Regions from separate parts of the Mus musculus genome. Here regions 2, 3 and 4 are each linked to region 1. A link is a contact called in public Hi-C, HiChIP or PLAC-seq and promoter capture Hi-C data. All regions are on one chromosome and are shown on one strand. The core of a region is the stretch at or near the end of the contact, and the rest is flanking DNA. Distances in the headings are between cores, read along the strand shown.

Evidence for each region. Promoter capture Hi-C pulls out the DNA fragments that hold promoters and counts their contacts. Hi-C and Micro-C count contacts between places; a contact is called where the count stands out from the background. HiChIP or PLAC-seq counts read pairs in DNA pulled down with a chosen protein or histone mark.
Region 2: a Hi-C map of natural killer cells shows a contact between it and region 1, with 6 times the contacts expected there. The contact joins the enhancer-like site here to the promoter of Syne3 in region 1. A contact is called at or near these places in 1 of 39 promoter capture datasets (hippocampal neurons), 1 of 484 Hi-C or Micro-C datasets (natural killer cells) and 1 of 115 datasets of contacts at active chromatin or transcription factors (memory CD8 T cells).
Region 3: a contact with region 1 is called in a promoter capture Hi-C map of pre-B cells, with 2.4 times the contacts expected there. The contact joins the promoter of Serpina3i here to the promoter of Syne3 in region 1. A contact is called at or near these places in 1 of 39 promoter capture datasets (pre-B cells) and 1 of 115 datasets of contacts at active chromatin or transcription factors (large pre-B cells).
Region 4: a contact with region 1 is called in an H3K27ac HiChIP or PLAC-seq map of embryonic stem cells, with 5 times the contacts expected there. The contact joins the enhancer-like site here to the promoter of Syne3 in region 1. A contact is called at or near these places in 6 of 39 promoter capture datasets (cranial neural crest, frontonasal cranial neural crest, hippocampal neurons and 3 more), 1 of 15 datasets of contacts at CTCF or cohesin (embryonic stem cells), 2 of 484 Hi-C or Micro-C datasets (cortical neurons and embryonic stem cells), 6 of 115 datasets of contacts at active chromatin or transcription factors (craniofacial prominence, embryonic basal ganglia, embryonic limb bud and 3 more) and 1 of 9 other capture datasets (embryonic stem cells).

What each region holds. Positions count from the first base shown.
Region 1 is chr12:104,996,879-105,000,597 of GRCm38.p6, reverse strand. Syne3 (spectrin repeat containing, nuclear envelope family member 3) reads left to right here and starts at 1,921. Exons shown (of 19, transcript NM_001042699.2): 1 at 1,921-2,066; 2 at 2,996-3,127.
Region 2 is chr12:104,055,739-104,059,457 of GRCm38.p6, reverse strand. No RefSeq gene overlaps it. Among named protein-coding and RNA genes, the nearest start is that of Serpina12, 13 kb to the right of the region's middle. Within about 2 kb of position 1,692, at least 69 of the 459 cell types and tissues checked have an H3K27ac peak or open chromatin away from gene starts, as enhancers often do. A contact at or near this core is called in hippocampal neurons, memory CD8 T cells and natural killer cells, where this site is marked.
Region 3 is chr12:104,261,054-104,264,772 of GRCm38.p6, reverse strand. Serpina3i (serine (or cysteine) peptidase inhibitor, clade A, member 3I) reads right to left here and starts at 1,651. Exons shown (of 6, transcript NM_001199940.1): 1 at 1,559-1,651; 2 at 338-471.
Region 4 is chr12:104,451,386-104,455,104 of GRCm38.p6, reverse strand. No RefSeq gene overlaps it. Among named protein-coding and RNA genes, the nearest start is that of Gm40562, 19 kb to the right of the region's middle. Within about 2 kb of position 2,009, at least 6 of the 459 cell types and tissues checked have an H3K27ac peak or open chromatin away from gene starts, as enhancers often do. A contact at or near this core is called in embryonic stem cells, where this site is marked.

The DNA.
Region 1 (3,719 bases), core at 672-3,171:
AGTTTCTTTCTCCTCCTCCTGGGCCTGAGGTACAATCTGACAGATCTGGTGGGAATCCTGGTTCTCTCACCTGCAGTATATCTTGGCTGTCTCCTACGGGGCTAACTCACCTGTCCTGGGGGGCTGGCCACACCTTCCCTGACCCCTGAACATCCATCCTCTCAGGGCACCTCTCCCCATTTTCCTGGGTGCTCCCAAATCTGGAGGAGGGTGCTCCCAAGCCTGAAGGAAAGGCCGCAGGTAGCTGAGCATTTTTGCCTCCTCCACCCACTGCACCTGCAGAGAGTTGAGCTGGCACAGCTGCAGGTGACTCTGCCCTCAGCTCAGGTGACAGGATGCAGGCTACATTCCTTAATCACAGCTGTCTTTTTCTCTTATGGAATAGACCTGGGTGTGGGGAGTGTCAAGGTCTCTACAGTGGGACCCAGCACATCACATCCTGACCTGCTGTCTGGTTTCCAGCCTTGATCTTCCTGGTTCTGGATGTAGAACTCAGAACAGGGGTATTACAAGCTCAAGGCATCAGAGCGTAGACAGGGACAACCTTGACTTCCTTGCTCCTCCTGCCTCCACCTCCAAAGTGCTGGGATTACAGGCGTGTGCCGCCACCACATTTGGTATAGGTGGTGCTGGCAATTGAGCCCCGGGCTGTGTGTGTGCTACCCAAGAACTCTCTCTGCTCCCTGACCTACATCCCTGGCCCTTTCTGGTTCTTTGAACAATTCTGTTTATAGGATGTTTTCATGGTCACTTGCGTTGCCAGTAGAATTAGAAGTCTCTGGAAGTGAGGTTGTTTCTTCTGGAAACTCTTAGGCAATCCTGATGGGCAGGGATAGTTGAGAGCCCTGGGTTGGCCTGGGACAGTTGGGGACACTTCTGGGTGGCACTAATGTGTCCTCTTTCTGTTACTTCCTTCACTCTCTATCAAGGTGAAGACTTCTGTGCAAACAGAAGAAGTTCTTGGGTGTGTGTCTGTCCAGCGGGCTAATTTCTTAGGATGTGTAATAGACTCACCATTGATCCTGTTTCCTCATTTGAGGGAAAGATACAAAGTTTCCCTTTAATATAAATGTAAGTCAGGAGTGAATGAAGCAACCATCTGCACTTTTTGTGGTCGGCTCCGGCTTCTTTCATGGCTTTGAGGCAGGCTTGCAGGGCCCCTGGCAACCCTGCCCCATGCTGGGGAGACTGAGCACGTGCAGGTCCGGGCATGTCCTGTGTACACGTGGCTGAAGGGTGGGGCCGACACCCTGAAGGAAACCTCACCTCAGGTGCTGAGGACCCAGGACACTCCAGGGAGCTAGGCTACACTGGAGTGGTTGAGGGTTAACAAAGGAGTTTCCCAGGAGGCTTTACGTCAGCCCTTGGGATTGGCGTGGAGAATTCTTTCAACATGATGTGTTTGCCTCTTCCCCAAAGCATTCTGAGATGCTCTATCTGGTCGTCAAGATCTTTCCCTGGAGCCATTATTGTCCTGTAAATTTGGTGACGATATTACAAGACTTCAGTGCCCACAGGGGCCTGGTACTTTCCCGAAACACAGTAAACTGGTCATTCAGGAGCCCTGAGCTGCAGGGTAGAACCCTGTGGGTTCCCAGGACTGAACATGGTTCATACCTGTAGTCCCTGTGTGTTGGAAGGCTGAGATAGGAGCATCGCCATGAGTTTGAGTCCAGCCACAATGGTCTGAAGCAGGTCTCAGTGCTGTGACTGCTGATTGACTGGGAGCTAGGGTTAGATAACTTATTTGCTCATTTGCTCAGCAAATACCCAGCTCTTTCCGAACAATGCCCTTGCAGGGCCCTGCGGGAGATTACATCCCGTTGATCTGGGAGCTTGCTGACAGGGATTAATTTAATCATCGCCTTTACCCTGGGGTGAGGGCTCTCATATCTCCTTCCTGCTGTGCCTGGCAGTCTTGGAGGACCAGCATTGTTGAGGGGTCCCACAGCTAGGCGTGGCTCCAGACTGAGGGCGTATCTTCACATAGAGTTCCAATTTAGAGACTCCAGCCTACAGACAAACATTTGGGAAGGATCATGTTTTTCTGAGTTTCTTCTGGACAGGTGAGGAAGGTTCCAGAAGGTTCTAAAACCAGGATTGTGGAATGTCCATTTGGAAGAATGTTGTCTTCCAGGTGCTGTGAAGCGAACACTGGAGATAAATCTCTGGCAAGATTTAACCTTGGTGTTTTGTATTTTAAAATTCAGCATCAAATTTCACTTTATAGTATGGTGATTATTAATTTTTTATGTGTTGTTTTATTTGTTTCTAAGTTTTTAAGTCTTGTGTAGCCCTGACTTGATAATGGCTTTTTAACCTAGGCTGGTCTTGAACTTGTGGCAATCCTCCTGCCTCAGCCTCCCAAGTGCTGGGATTTCAGGCATGGGCAGCATGCTCTGCTAGCTTTGGTTTTCTCTGTGTTGTGGAGGTGGGTGTGTCCTCAGGGATGCTGCCTCCTCAGTTGATTGGGTGTTTGCTGGGCAGCGTCACTCTGAAAGTCAAATCAGGCTTGGGAGGAGGCCTCGGGGAGCTCGCAGGAGGCAATGCCTGATCAGAGGCAGCTGTCTTTAGAAGCAGGATGAACTAAGCCAGGGTCTTGTGCATCTGCTAGAGATGGGGACACCCAGGCATTGGTCCCTAGTGAAGGCATCCCTTGTGGTCCCCAGGACAAGCTGCTTGGTTTCTGGCTGCCTCTGAGAGCATACCGCAGGCTGCAGGACTCTGCGAGTGGCTGAGAGAGGAGGGGACGGGCAGACCTCGGGAGGGGAGAGGAAGGTGGAAGTGGTTGGTCAGCTGTTCTCAATTCGCCTCAGACAGAATATTCATCTGAGCTTAGTACTAAAAAAGTGCCCAGCTAACCAGGACCAGTGATCACCCAGATGGTGGACATTACCCCAGGTTAGCCCTGCGGTTCTGACTAGGGATGGGTGTCCCCTTCGGACTTCCATGTTCTAGAAGTCTCCAAGGCCCTGTTCCTCTCTTTGCTAGGCAGGTGGAAGCTTTCTTATCCTGGGGCCAACCCTGCCTGTCTGGAACCCTGTGCTTAATAATTCCTGTCCCTGTGGATGTGTGGGCTGGAGAGTCTTCCTTGTTTCCTCCGTGCTGGAGACAAGCGACCGGGAAGGTAATTCATGCCTTTGCATGTGTTCTCCCACTCCGTGTATGAGCCTTTCCCAGCCACCGCCACTGTTCTTCTTCCTTACTGACCTCTTCCTGAGCAAAGTCCTCTCCCCACAGAATCTCCTCGCACTGACCCTGGCTCAGCCTGCCTCTCTCTCCTGGATCAGCCTCTCTCTCTCTCTCTCTCTCTCTCTCTCTCTCTCTCATTTGCTTGTGCTTCCGTGAGTGAGCTGCGTAGCAAGGAAGCCGTGCAAGTCTGTCTCCACACGATGAGTGAAGCTCTGTTCTAACAGGGGAAGCTGGCTCTTTCATTCTCTCTGAAGGTGTCCTGTGTGCCAGGCACTGCCCTGGGTAGGGGGACTGAGAGATGGGCAGGACTGGAAAAGGTGTGGTTGCATTGGAATTGGCAATCTAGAAGGAACTACAGTTCAGAGGTCTCCTTTTTTTTTTTTTTTTGTCTGCCTGCCTCTCTCTCTCTGTCTCTGTCTGTCTGTCTGTCTGTCTCTCTCTCTCTCTCTCTCTCTGTGTAGGTTGATGACAATCTTGGGTGTGAGACCAAGTCTTTAACTGGCCTGGAGCTTGCCTAGTAGGCTGTC
Region 2 (3,719 bases), core at 443-2,942, 940 kb after region 1:
TGAGAACCACCATCTCAGGTTGACTTTGGCGACCAGTGATAGGCTGTGAGTGGTTCCACCCCTCTCAAGCCTCTGCACGGCCAGAAGAAACCAGCTGGCACTGCTGGGAAGCAGCTCCTTCATGGGAGACAGCAGCTTCCCACTGGAGTAGGGGTTTTCTTTTAAAGTCTAGAGAGTGTTCGTCCCCAGAAGGGGGAGTGGGAGCTTCAAGTGCTTGGGGAAGAGGCAGGACAAGAGGCAGGACATAGAACTCAATATGGGGTGGGGCAAGCAGGAGGAAAAAGCAGACTCCGCAGAGAGGTGGGAAGGCACTCCGGACGGTCCAGCATTCACTTAGCTACAACAGGTCAGCCGCAACCAGTGAGGCCTTCCCAGACTCTAGAATCAGCTCCTCGAGGCTGTGGACTGTGTTGGCATGCAGTTGGTGCCAAATAGATGCTTGGAAATGAACACAGGGAGTGATAGTTAAAGGAGAGTTTAACTACACTTTGAAAGGTGCTGTAGCAGGAAAGGAAGGGGCTCTGACACGTTTCCTCGGAGACACAGAGGTGTTGAAGCTTGCAGCAGACTGAGAGACACCACTAAGTGCATACCTTGCTTCCTGATGGAACAGGCACCCCCCTCAGGACACAAGACTGTGGTAGACTTGCCATGCTCACAGCGGTGTGAGGGAGTGACACACACTCATACTTGTATTGCAAGCTCCTGGCCCCCAAACACACTCAGTTATGCTCAGTTCACTGCTCCTTCTGTGTGTAGAATTGTGGCTTTTCCCTCTAATTCCCTCCTCCCCACATTCCCGTTTATGATTTCTGTTTGTTTGCTTTGAGGGGGAGGTTGAGACAAGTCTCACTATGTAGCCCTGGCTGTCCAGGAACTAGCTCTGTAGACCAGGCTGGCTTTGAACTCAGGGAGATCTGCCTGCCCCTGCCTCTCAAGTTCTAGGATTAAAAGTGTGTGCCAATATGCCTGTTTCCCATTTGCAATTTAGTGTGTGTGTGTGTGTGTGTGTGTGTGTGTGTGTGTGTGTGTGTGTAACACAGCTGGCCTGTCATATTTATGTCCTTACTAATTTTTCATGAGTCTATCTCTCTATCATTTATCTATCATCTATCTATCTATCTATCTATCTATCTATCTATCTATCTATCTATCTATCTATCTATCTATCTACCTGTCTGTCTGTCTGTCTATTCCTCTATCACCTATTTATCATTTCTTTCTCATCTATCAATCCTATCTATCTATCTATCTATCTATCTATCTATCTATCTATCTATCTATCTATCTATCTATCTATCTTTATTTGAGACAGTCTTACCATATAGCCCAGGCTGGCCTGCAACTTGCTTTGTTTGGCATTGAGTTCACAGAGTCCACAGATATTCTGCCTCCACCAACAAATTCAGCCTCATGGTCCTTCTTATTTGTCATAAGATATATCTTATGACATATATCTTGCATAGTCAGGGAGGATAAATGTGGAACAGAGAGAAGTTGTGGTACAGAAACTGTAAGACACTCCCCCTTAGAGGGTGGTGGGCCAGTGATGACACTTCCAGGTGGGTGTCACATAGCCCAGAAAGGATTCCGTTCTTTGGAACCCTTTTGTCACGTGCTCCAGGTCACCAGAGAAACGTGTGCTGGCTTTGAAGGTGGGAGCTGCTCTGAGGTCAGTGTGGGCTGTCAGGTGCCGTAGTCCTGCCTTGCCCGCTGGCACACCTAGTTCCCATGACACAGTGCCAAACAAGCTCATCGGTCTAACCTATGGCTGCTCTCTGGGATTTTCCACATCCTGACCCAGGGGAAGAACTTTGGCACCTTGTAAGGGCTGCTAAATCACCAGGCTGGAGAAAGACGCCAGCACAGTGCCACCCATGCCCACCAGAACTGTCCACATGTCACAGTGTGGCTTTGCTGCCCTGGTGGACTGGCTGGAGCAGATGGAAGGTTCCAGGAGCATCGTATCCTGGCTCTTTCATCTGAGGCCTCTCTGAATCCTCCCATCTTCACACCTCATCTGCAGCCTCACCAAGGCCTGAGCAAGAACCTCTTCTCATCTCCCCAGTTTTGGCTGAAACTTCATCTGCATCTCAGAGACAAAGGAGGAGGCAGAGGCCCTGAGAAAGCAGTAACTTTCCAGGGCTGAGTAGCTGGCAGAGAGCAGAGCTGGTTTTCACACTAGGTCTGTCTGGTGTCACAGCATTTCCCTGGCACAGAGCCCAGTGCAGAAACGGTGAGCGCTGAATTCAGAAGTGATGAGGGCAGAAGTGAGACTGAGGAGGAGACAGTGACAGGAAATGACACCTCTCTTGAGGTGACAGTGGTAAGGGACCCGTGGAACAAACATCCAGCAGCCCCCAGAGCGAGTGCAAGAGCTTTATAGGAACAGCACCAGAGACAACATGAACCCTGTAGCAATAGAGCCCCTCTTAATCCCGTTAGGAAGGAAGAGACAATAAACACAAAATTACCAGGCACGTTCCCAGCACAGAGCATGGTGTAGTATGGGCTGTATCAGCCTTGGAAAGGAGGGAGGGGATGTTTCTGTCCTAAACATGATGCAGAGGACACCCTTGACATGAGTACTGCTCCTGGGTAGCAGAACAGGTGAGAAATCAACTCCTCTGTACCATCCCTAGAGTGAATGAGATCACACGACACCTCGGCTGAAGCTCATTCCATGGGCAATATGGAGTCGGTGAAGGCAGCGGAGCAAGAGATTAACTTCACAGGTAGAGGCCAAGAGTGTGTGGACACATCTGCTAAACCCTTCCCAAGGAAGGTTGTGTGGAAACAGCCCCCTCCACAGGTTTTGCTCCAATCTGATTTCTCCAGGAACCCTCCCCAGCCTGCTCAGACAGCCCAGGGCTCCTGGACACTGCTGTTCCCAGTCTATGGTCCATGGATGAGAACTGACTCTAACGAAGGTGGTGACAGCTGTAGCTAGAGCCCAGCAACAGTCAGCCCTGTCCCCATAGACCCATTCCCTGGCCACCTTGGTTCCACAGTCATGGACCTAGCTCCTACCTCTCTTGCCCACAGTTCTTTTCTGACATCCTATCAGACTGGACTTTTTCCCTTGACCCCCCTCTATCTGGGCACCCCTCTATTATAAAGACCCTCACCTTACAATCATGGTCTTAATGTTCACCACTGAGTTTTCTCTAGCCTCCAACTCCCCATGACTTTCTCAACCAGCCCCCAGATATCTATATCCTGGGAAAAGATTCTGGCTCTGAGAACACCTGGCTCTACCTGCAGACCCCAGCATAGGCTCCCAATGCCCAGATCAAGCCCTTTAGACCTAACTTCCAAGAACCCGAGCCCACCCTGCCTTGCCAGCCTGTCCTTTCCCCGTGGATTCCAAACACTACTCTCCCTCCCTTTCAGACATCATTGGCATGAGTCACGGCTGCCAGGGCCTGGCTGAGGCAACCCACCTCCTGCTCTGGCATCCAGCTTGACCCACGTGTCTGTGGTAGCTACCTCCCAGGTCTGGCATGCTGAAGGCTGCCATCGTGTGCTGAGCTGAGGCAGCCGTGATTGGATGGTGAGGAGGGTGTGGGAAGATGATGTGGTCATGTGAGTGGAAACACTCAGCTCTCTGGACTCCAGGCTTTTGAAGGTGCTGCCCTCAAACAAGCAACTCCATCATCGGAGTTGTCCTGAGATGGTCATTCAAATTGACGATGATCATGAAAGAAACATGCAGCCAG
Region 3 (3,719 bases), core at 402-2,901, 740 kb after region 1:
CATAAGGATTCACTGGGAGGCAGAAACCATCTTCCATTGCAATTGTGTGCCAACACCTCAGCACCCCCCTTTAGTCTGGACTCAGGGAAGGAATCTCAGGCCAGTTAGGTAGGACAGGACCCACCCCAACCTATAGGCAACCTGTCCAAAAAATGTCATTGCACTGAGCTGGATCCAGTGCGTGTTTCTGGGAATTCGGATGTCAATTGACAGGAAGGACTGAAGATTTCTGCCTCAGTGTCAGAGCCTTGGAACCTCTGAGAACAGGTGCCAATTAGAAGGACCAATCGTGGAAGGTTCTTTTACTCCTACCAAGGTACCACCTGGTAGTTTATACCTTAGCTCAAAAAGGCTTTCTGATGGGACGAAAACTGAGTAGAGCCTAAATCTATCCCTCCGGGATCATATTTTATTCTTGCTTTGAGGATTTCTGTGTAGTAGCAATCCGATGAGTAGACATCTCTGGGCAACCTGTCAAAAGGCACAGGTTACATAATTAGTAATAATATCTATATTATATAGTATCTTCAACATGGGAGTGAATGTGATAAATGTCCAAAGGGCCATCTCCTCCATACACACATGTCCTGGGAGTTGCAGGCACCATGAAAGACTACAACTGATGGCTTGTGATCTTTTTAAAGACAGGGCTCCTTTTCAGCTTCTGCACAGATTGTAGGAGAGGTCAGAGGAAATGCAGATGCCATAGGGTGGAAGGGGGAGGGGGAGAGAGAGGAGTGGACAGGAAAGAGGACAATGGGAAAGGAAAAGAAAGAATGTGGAAGTGGAAGACAGATGGGCTGGTGGATGGGAGGCTGAGGGGATAGGATGAAGGAGCCAAGGGGAAGATGGGGTGGAGAAGAGACTGGGAGAGTTAGGAAAATGGACAGTAGGGGAGAAAGGTGTTTGGGCTTTTCCTCATGTCCCCAGGCACTGGCATGCCTGCTGAGGAGCCAGGGTTTTCAGCCACCTTCACTGTGTCAGACTGAGGCAACCATTTCTTTGGAAAAGCATCAGATAATACTTGATTTCAAGGTTATTTCCACAGAACACAGGCTACTCTGTTGGTGGAGCAGTGAAATGAGTCAGTAGCTGAGCAGTTGTCTTATCCCCCTGTCTAGGACAGAGTGTGGCCCTACTTTCTGCTCCATGGAATTTACAAGGGGAGTGGGGTCCCTGAACCTAAGGCCTCTGCAGTCTGGTGGGAGCATGGCAGTGGTGCTGACTCTGCAAATGGACTCTAACAATCCTGTCCCCTCCTGGCTTCTACATCAGCACCTGCATTAGCAAGGTCTCAGTATGGACCTGTGGAGGGTCAGAAGGAGCAGGCTCCATTTGCTTTCCAGGGCATAGCTCATGGCACCAGCAACTTCCATAGCCATGAAGACCCAGATAAGAGTGAAGATGTTCAGGCACTGCAGAAATGTTCCTGGAGTCCAAACTCATGCCCCAGATAAAAATCCTCACCCTCCCCAAACCAAAACCCTTGGTCATAGACAATACCACACAGCCTGTGAAGCCTTCTTCTGTCCCCAGAGAGAAGGTATCAGGGCCTTACCTGCAGAGCTGAGCCAGCTGCCAGTGTCTGTGATAGCTGGCTCCTGGTGGTCAGAGTTGCTGCCTTCCTGGTCTGTTGTTCTCTCCACTGCATGCCCCCACCAAGGACTCCTCCCACTTCTTAGGAAATGCTGATGAATACAAGCTGTGCTCTGGGCTCTGATGGGAAAAGGACAGACTGGGTGATTTCTGGGAACAAGCACTTACAGGTTTTATCTTGCAGAGCCATTCCCTGCTGGGAAAACCCCTTACTGTTCTAAATACAAACCAATGGGTGAACTAGTGTGGCTACCATGCCTATAACTGTTCAAAGGAGACTGTGGAATAAGGATGTGTAGTGAAGGCAAAAAGACAGAGCACAAACACAGACCACATTTCCCCAGGAGATATAAAGCTAACACTTGTCTGGTGTTTCTAATTCACTTCAAAAAGAAAACCATTCTGTGTCCATGCTAGCACATTTTTATAGGGAAGCTTGCACATTAATAAACACATTCCTCAATGTTGACAGGCTTTAGCCTGCTTCTATATAAGTGTCCTGTCATGCTAGAATGGGTACATAAAAAACAGAGACATGCTTTGCACTGTTTGGCTATCTGACATCTGAAGGGAAGCTGCCTGTGTCTGGCAGTGGAGGAAATCTGAAAGGTGTCTTTGTCTGCAGAGACTGACTGGCTGTTGACAGTTTCAGTTCTGTAGAGAGATTGGAGCATGGCAGGTCCTGACAGAGGCTCATTATCACCTTATCTTGTGATAAGTTCTACCTCTATGGAACACCCATGCATTACCTGCCTGTGTGTCAGAAATGACACCTGTGACAATAGGATCTATTAACTTAGCAACCAGCTAGCTGCAACCCAGGAGCAGCATGGAAGCAGATGATGACTTGAGTCTAGAGAGAAGCTTTCCCCATGCTGATGCAATTGACTCTCAGGTATCCACCCATGCCTCTTAAACTTGCCCAGGTTTGTGGCTTTCTTTCTTTTGTAAAGTCATAATGATTTTGTAGAAGTGATTCCTCATTGAACATGGAATTTGGGTGATGGAAATCTGTGTTCTCTGACAACTGTCATGCAAACTGGCTCTAGAATGAAGTATCCCTTACTCTTTTTAGGATGAGAGCTGTGGATTTTTTGTTAACAGTGGGGTGAGGGATTCACCAGCATGTGTTTGGTCCAAAGCTGCAGTCCCCAAAATGGAAGTGCAGGTCCTAACAGGGAGGATTCCTGATGCCTAAGGAAAGCCTCAAGTTGGCTCTACACACACCAGGAAAGAAGATGGCCAATGGTGTATTCTTGTTCACCAGGAGGAACGTTAACATTGCCATAAATATCAGCTACTTCAGGCAAGGGACCTAGTTCCTATTCCACGCAGATAGCCTGAATCATCTCAAAGCACCCTACACTGCTGTCATTTCAAATCTTTTTTCTTCTTTCAGATGTTGCTTCTTCTCTCTGCCTGCAGGCATGAGAGAGAGAGAGAGAGAGAGAGAGAGAGAGGGAGGGAGAGAGGGAGAGAGAGACAGAGAGAGAGAGAGAGAGAGAGAGGGAGAGGGAGAGAGAGAGAGAGAACCTTGCCAATGTGATTCCCAATAAGATCTCCTTCCTACCCACAGACTTTAATTTCTTCACATTCTTTGCTTACATTTTGTTCTGAAACCAGGGAAAGAACACTGGGCACTTTCACAGGGTCCTATCCACCCTAACTGAAGTGTCACTTTTGAGACTCCTGGGTGTTTCTGCTGAATTCTGCTGGCTCCAGTTATCTACAACATTCAACATCAAATTTTAGAGTTGGTTGTTCCAGCTCTTTCCCTTCCACAGTGCTGGCTAGGTTCACATTAACTTGAAACAAAGTGTGGTCATCTGACAGGAAGGTATCTCAGTTGACATTTGAACCTGTGTCTCAGTCTGCAGAGCATTTTTTTTAGTGATTTATAGAGTGTGCCCAGCCCATTGTGCGTGGTGGATTCCCTGGACTAATGAGCCGGGGTCCTGTAAGGAAGGAGGCAGAGGAAGCCATGTGAAGCAAGGCAGTAAGCAGCAGCTCTGCATGGTCCTGCACAGGCTCCTGCCTCCAGGATTCTGCCTTGTTTGCCTTCCTCCCTGATTTCCTTCAGTGATGAACGTTGTTGTAGAAGTATAAGCATCAGCAACCCTTTC
Region 4 (3,719 bases), core at 760-3,259, 550 kb after region 1:
AAAGCATTTGTAAAGCATTTTCCAATTTCCATGGTGAATTTATGTCAATGATGGCTTCCCACTTTCCCTGTGAGCTAGGGTCCTTAGGAAAAAGGCTCAAAACAGAGGCCAGAGCAGGGCAAAGAGAATGAACATTCGTATTGACTCCCTGGACAGCTGCCAAATTGTTTTCAATCCAGCAGTTTGGCAAACATCTTGAGAGGCTACTGTGTGTGGTGGTTCCTAACCAGGACCAACAAGTGGGCCTATTTCAATGCTGCCCAGAGACTGGTAGCACAACACGGAGGCTTGCTGGGATCCCTGCTCACACTGGAGGTCTGATCTGAATGTCACCCTGGGATTTGAGTTGTGAGCTTATGCCCCTTCAGCATCAGCCGTCCCTAGTGCATGGCACTTTACAAATCTACCCTTCCACCCTGCTCTGCTCTGTCTTCTACAAAACAGAAGGGTTGGGGGAGTGAAGGGTTGTTCTATGAGGTGGGATAATACTAGTTGTAATTCTAGATGGAAAACACACAAGAGCACAGAGCTGAGCTGGGGTTGTAAGTCTTAGCACTCGGGAAGTAGGGTCAGGAAGATCCTGAGTTCAAGGTCTCTCTAGGCTACATAGGGAGACCTCTGTCTGAAAAAGACAACATATAAATAATCATTCACTTAATAACTATATACGCAAAATATCCTAAATAAATTAAGAGCATACTGACTCCAAAAGCCTTTGAAATAAATTGTAGACTTGGGTCTCTGTATCTGTGGAGCCTGCTACCACAGATCAAAAATATTTGGAAAAAATGAGCTTACAAGCCAATTCTATAATCATAGCACTCCGGAGCTGAGGCAGGAGGATGGCAACTTTGAAGCTATCACTCCATGTCCAACATTTAGGGCTTTCAACAGAATCTTTTAGGTTTAGGTGGTCCTCCCCTCCAGCTCAGTAGCCTGCAGCATATGTAGCATCTCTATTGGGCTGGCTCTACTCCATACCTGCAGCTTTCCTTGGCAGATGACCCATGGTCTCCCTCACTGTGGACCTGGATGATGGCTGCGAGCAGTAGCTGGGCTGTAACCTGAGTGCTTTTATTTCCTTCTCCATCAAACGGACTAATCTATTGCTCCTTTGTTCAGTATCCTTCAAGTTTGTAGGACACAGGCAACACACAGCCAGGTTATTTGCCTGAATATCATCACATGAATGGCCTCCAGCCCAGTTCCCAGTATAGTCTTTACTCTCCTCTGAAGCTTCCTGACCAGGCTCTGCTGTTCACTTCTCTCTTAGCATTCTTGTCTTCAAAATTCCCACCAGATCGGTCCATTAGGTTCTGCTTATCACATTCTACAGCTTTCCAAGCCCAATACTCTGACTTTCCCATATTCTTTCCCCAAACCAGTTCCAAAGGTCTTTGAACTGCCTGCTCAGGTACAGCAGGGTAACAGTCCACTTCTCTCTACACCAATTTCCAAGTATTAGCCACTTGCCTTATTGTGGCAACAAAATACCTGTCAAAAGCAACCCATAGTAGGAGAGGTTGGTTCTGGTTCAGGTTGGTTCAGGCTCACAGTTGGAGGGTTCAGTCCCTCACAGAGGGGTGTGTGTGAGTGTGACAGTAAGAGCCGCAGGCCACTGGTTACATTGTATCTGCAGAAACGAACTGGTTACATTGTATCTACAGGAATGAACTGGTTACACTGTATCTGCAGAAATGAACTGGTTACATTGTATCTACAGGAATGAACTGGTTACATTGTATCTGCAGAGATGAACTGGTTACATTGTATCTGCAGGAATGGAGCCTGTGCTCACTCAGCTTGGTTTCTTCTTTCTGCTCAGTCTGAAACTCCAGCTAATGGAATGGCGCCACCCACAGCTAGGGTGGAGCTGCTCTCCTCAGCCAGCTCAATCCAGAAAATCCCCCTTAACTTCCTCAGAAGTTTACTTCCAGAGTGATTCTACTCCTTCTATCAAACCACCCAGGATAAGCATCACCTTTGTGGTGTTAATGCTGCCTGCTGCATCCAGTGCTTATGGGTGTCCCTGGGTTGCACCAGGGAGGCTGCTTACCCAGTCTGGTCCCATGCAAGCACACCCCACAGTGCTCTGAAGACAAGGAGCTTGCCCAAAGATGTGTTTCTCAGAGTGCATTCCCTTGACAAGCGGCACAGGGATGCATGTGTGGAGATCATGTAAATTACACAAACACATTTGCAGAGACCACTCGGCTTCAAACTAATGAAGCTGCCCCGGGCAATGGCATCATAGGACTTCCTGTTTGTGTGAATAATGAAGTGTTGCCGGCTGCCTGGATATCGAGCTCAACAAGAGCAAAATAGGAGTCCATGCTCTATCCACCCTTTGGGGAGGAGGAGGGAGGGGGGAACCTGTTTATGAGTGGTCTCATGAAAGTGTGCACTGTACTCATCAGCCCCTCCCCTGCCCTACAGCCTTGCTGGTGAAGGTTAACCCATCCTGGCTATTTCAGCCGGCTCCAGGGGCTATGGGAGCTCAGACTAACTAACTCTGTAAACTCTACATTCTGGAGTGTTCCTTGATGACACATTCTCAGAACTGACCTGTTGTCCTTTGAGGCTGTTTCATAGGGTGGTCCTAGACTTTATGGAATGTTTAGGGGCCCCAAGCCTCTTACCCAGTAGTCATGCAGACACTTCCCAAGCCCCAGAGTACATTTGGGGCTCTGAAAATGTTCTTGAATTAAAATTTAAAATCAGAAGGAAAAAATGAACATAACAATAAAGGATGTGTAATCAGGCATGATGTTGAACATCTAGAATTCCAACACATGGGAAGTTGAGGCCAGCCTGGGCTACATTGTATGTTCCAGGTAAAATCTGTGCTGTAGAGTAAGACCTTGTTAAAGAAAGAAAGAAAGAAAGAAAGAAAGAAAGAAAGAAAGAAAGAAAGAAAGTCACCTAGAAGCAGCCCTGGCAAGTGACTTGGCAGCTAGGTAGGATTCTCAGAGTGGACACTTATGAGCTGGGTTTTGTAGGTTTGTAGGTCAGCTCAATGGTATTTATCTCCATATCAACTCAATTGTAAAATAGAATTTTCTTTCATGTTTTACAGAAGAAGGGTCTCACTGAAGCCAGTGTGTGTAGGGCCCCCCAGAGTCCTATACCCACTCTGTCTGTGCTCACTAGCTGCTTTCTCCTTCCCAGCTGTGACAAGCAAAGCAGCTCCAGTCACGAGCAGGTGTCCTCTGGGGAGGGGTGTGTAGAAGATCTACCAGTTAAGAATTAGTGCCTTAATTAATTAATTAAAATTTGGAATGGCAGGATGGATCAGTGAGTTGAGGCACTTGTCACAGTGACTGATGGCCCGAGCTTCACCCCAGGGGATCACATGTCAAAAAGAGAGGGACTCCTGGAAGTTGACCTCTAACCTCCACGTGGATGTCACATGACACTCATCCCCAAAATAAACAAATAAGCAAGATTTAAAAAGAGAGACATTTTTCTTTACAAAGCCCAAGTGACTGCCAACCATTTTAAACATTATCTTTATTATTTTATGTCTCCGTATTTTTGACTGCATGTATGTCTGTGTACCCACGTGGGTGCCTGTGGAGACCAGAAGAGGGTGTTGGATCCCCTGGAACTGGAGTTACAGATCTTCGTGAACCACCATGTGGGTGCTGGGAATCAAACCTGAGTCCTCTGAGACAGCAGCCCGTGCTCTTGACCACTGAGCCATCTCTCCAAGTCATGAC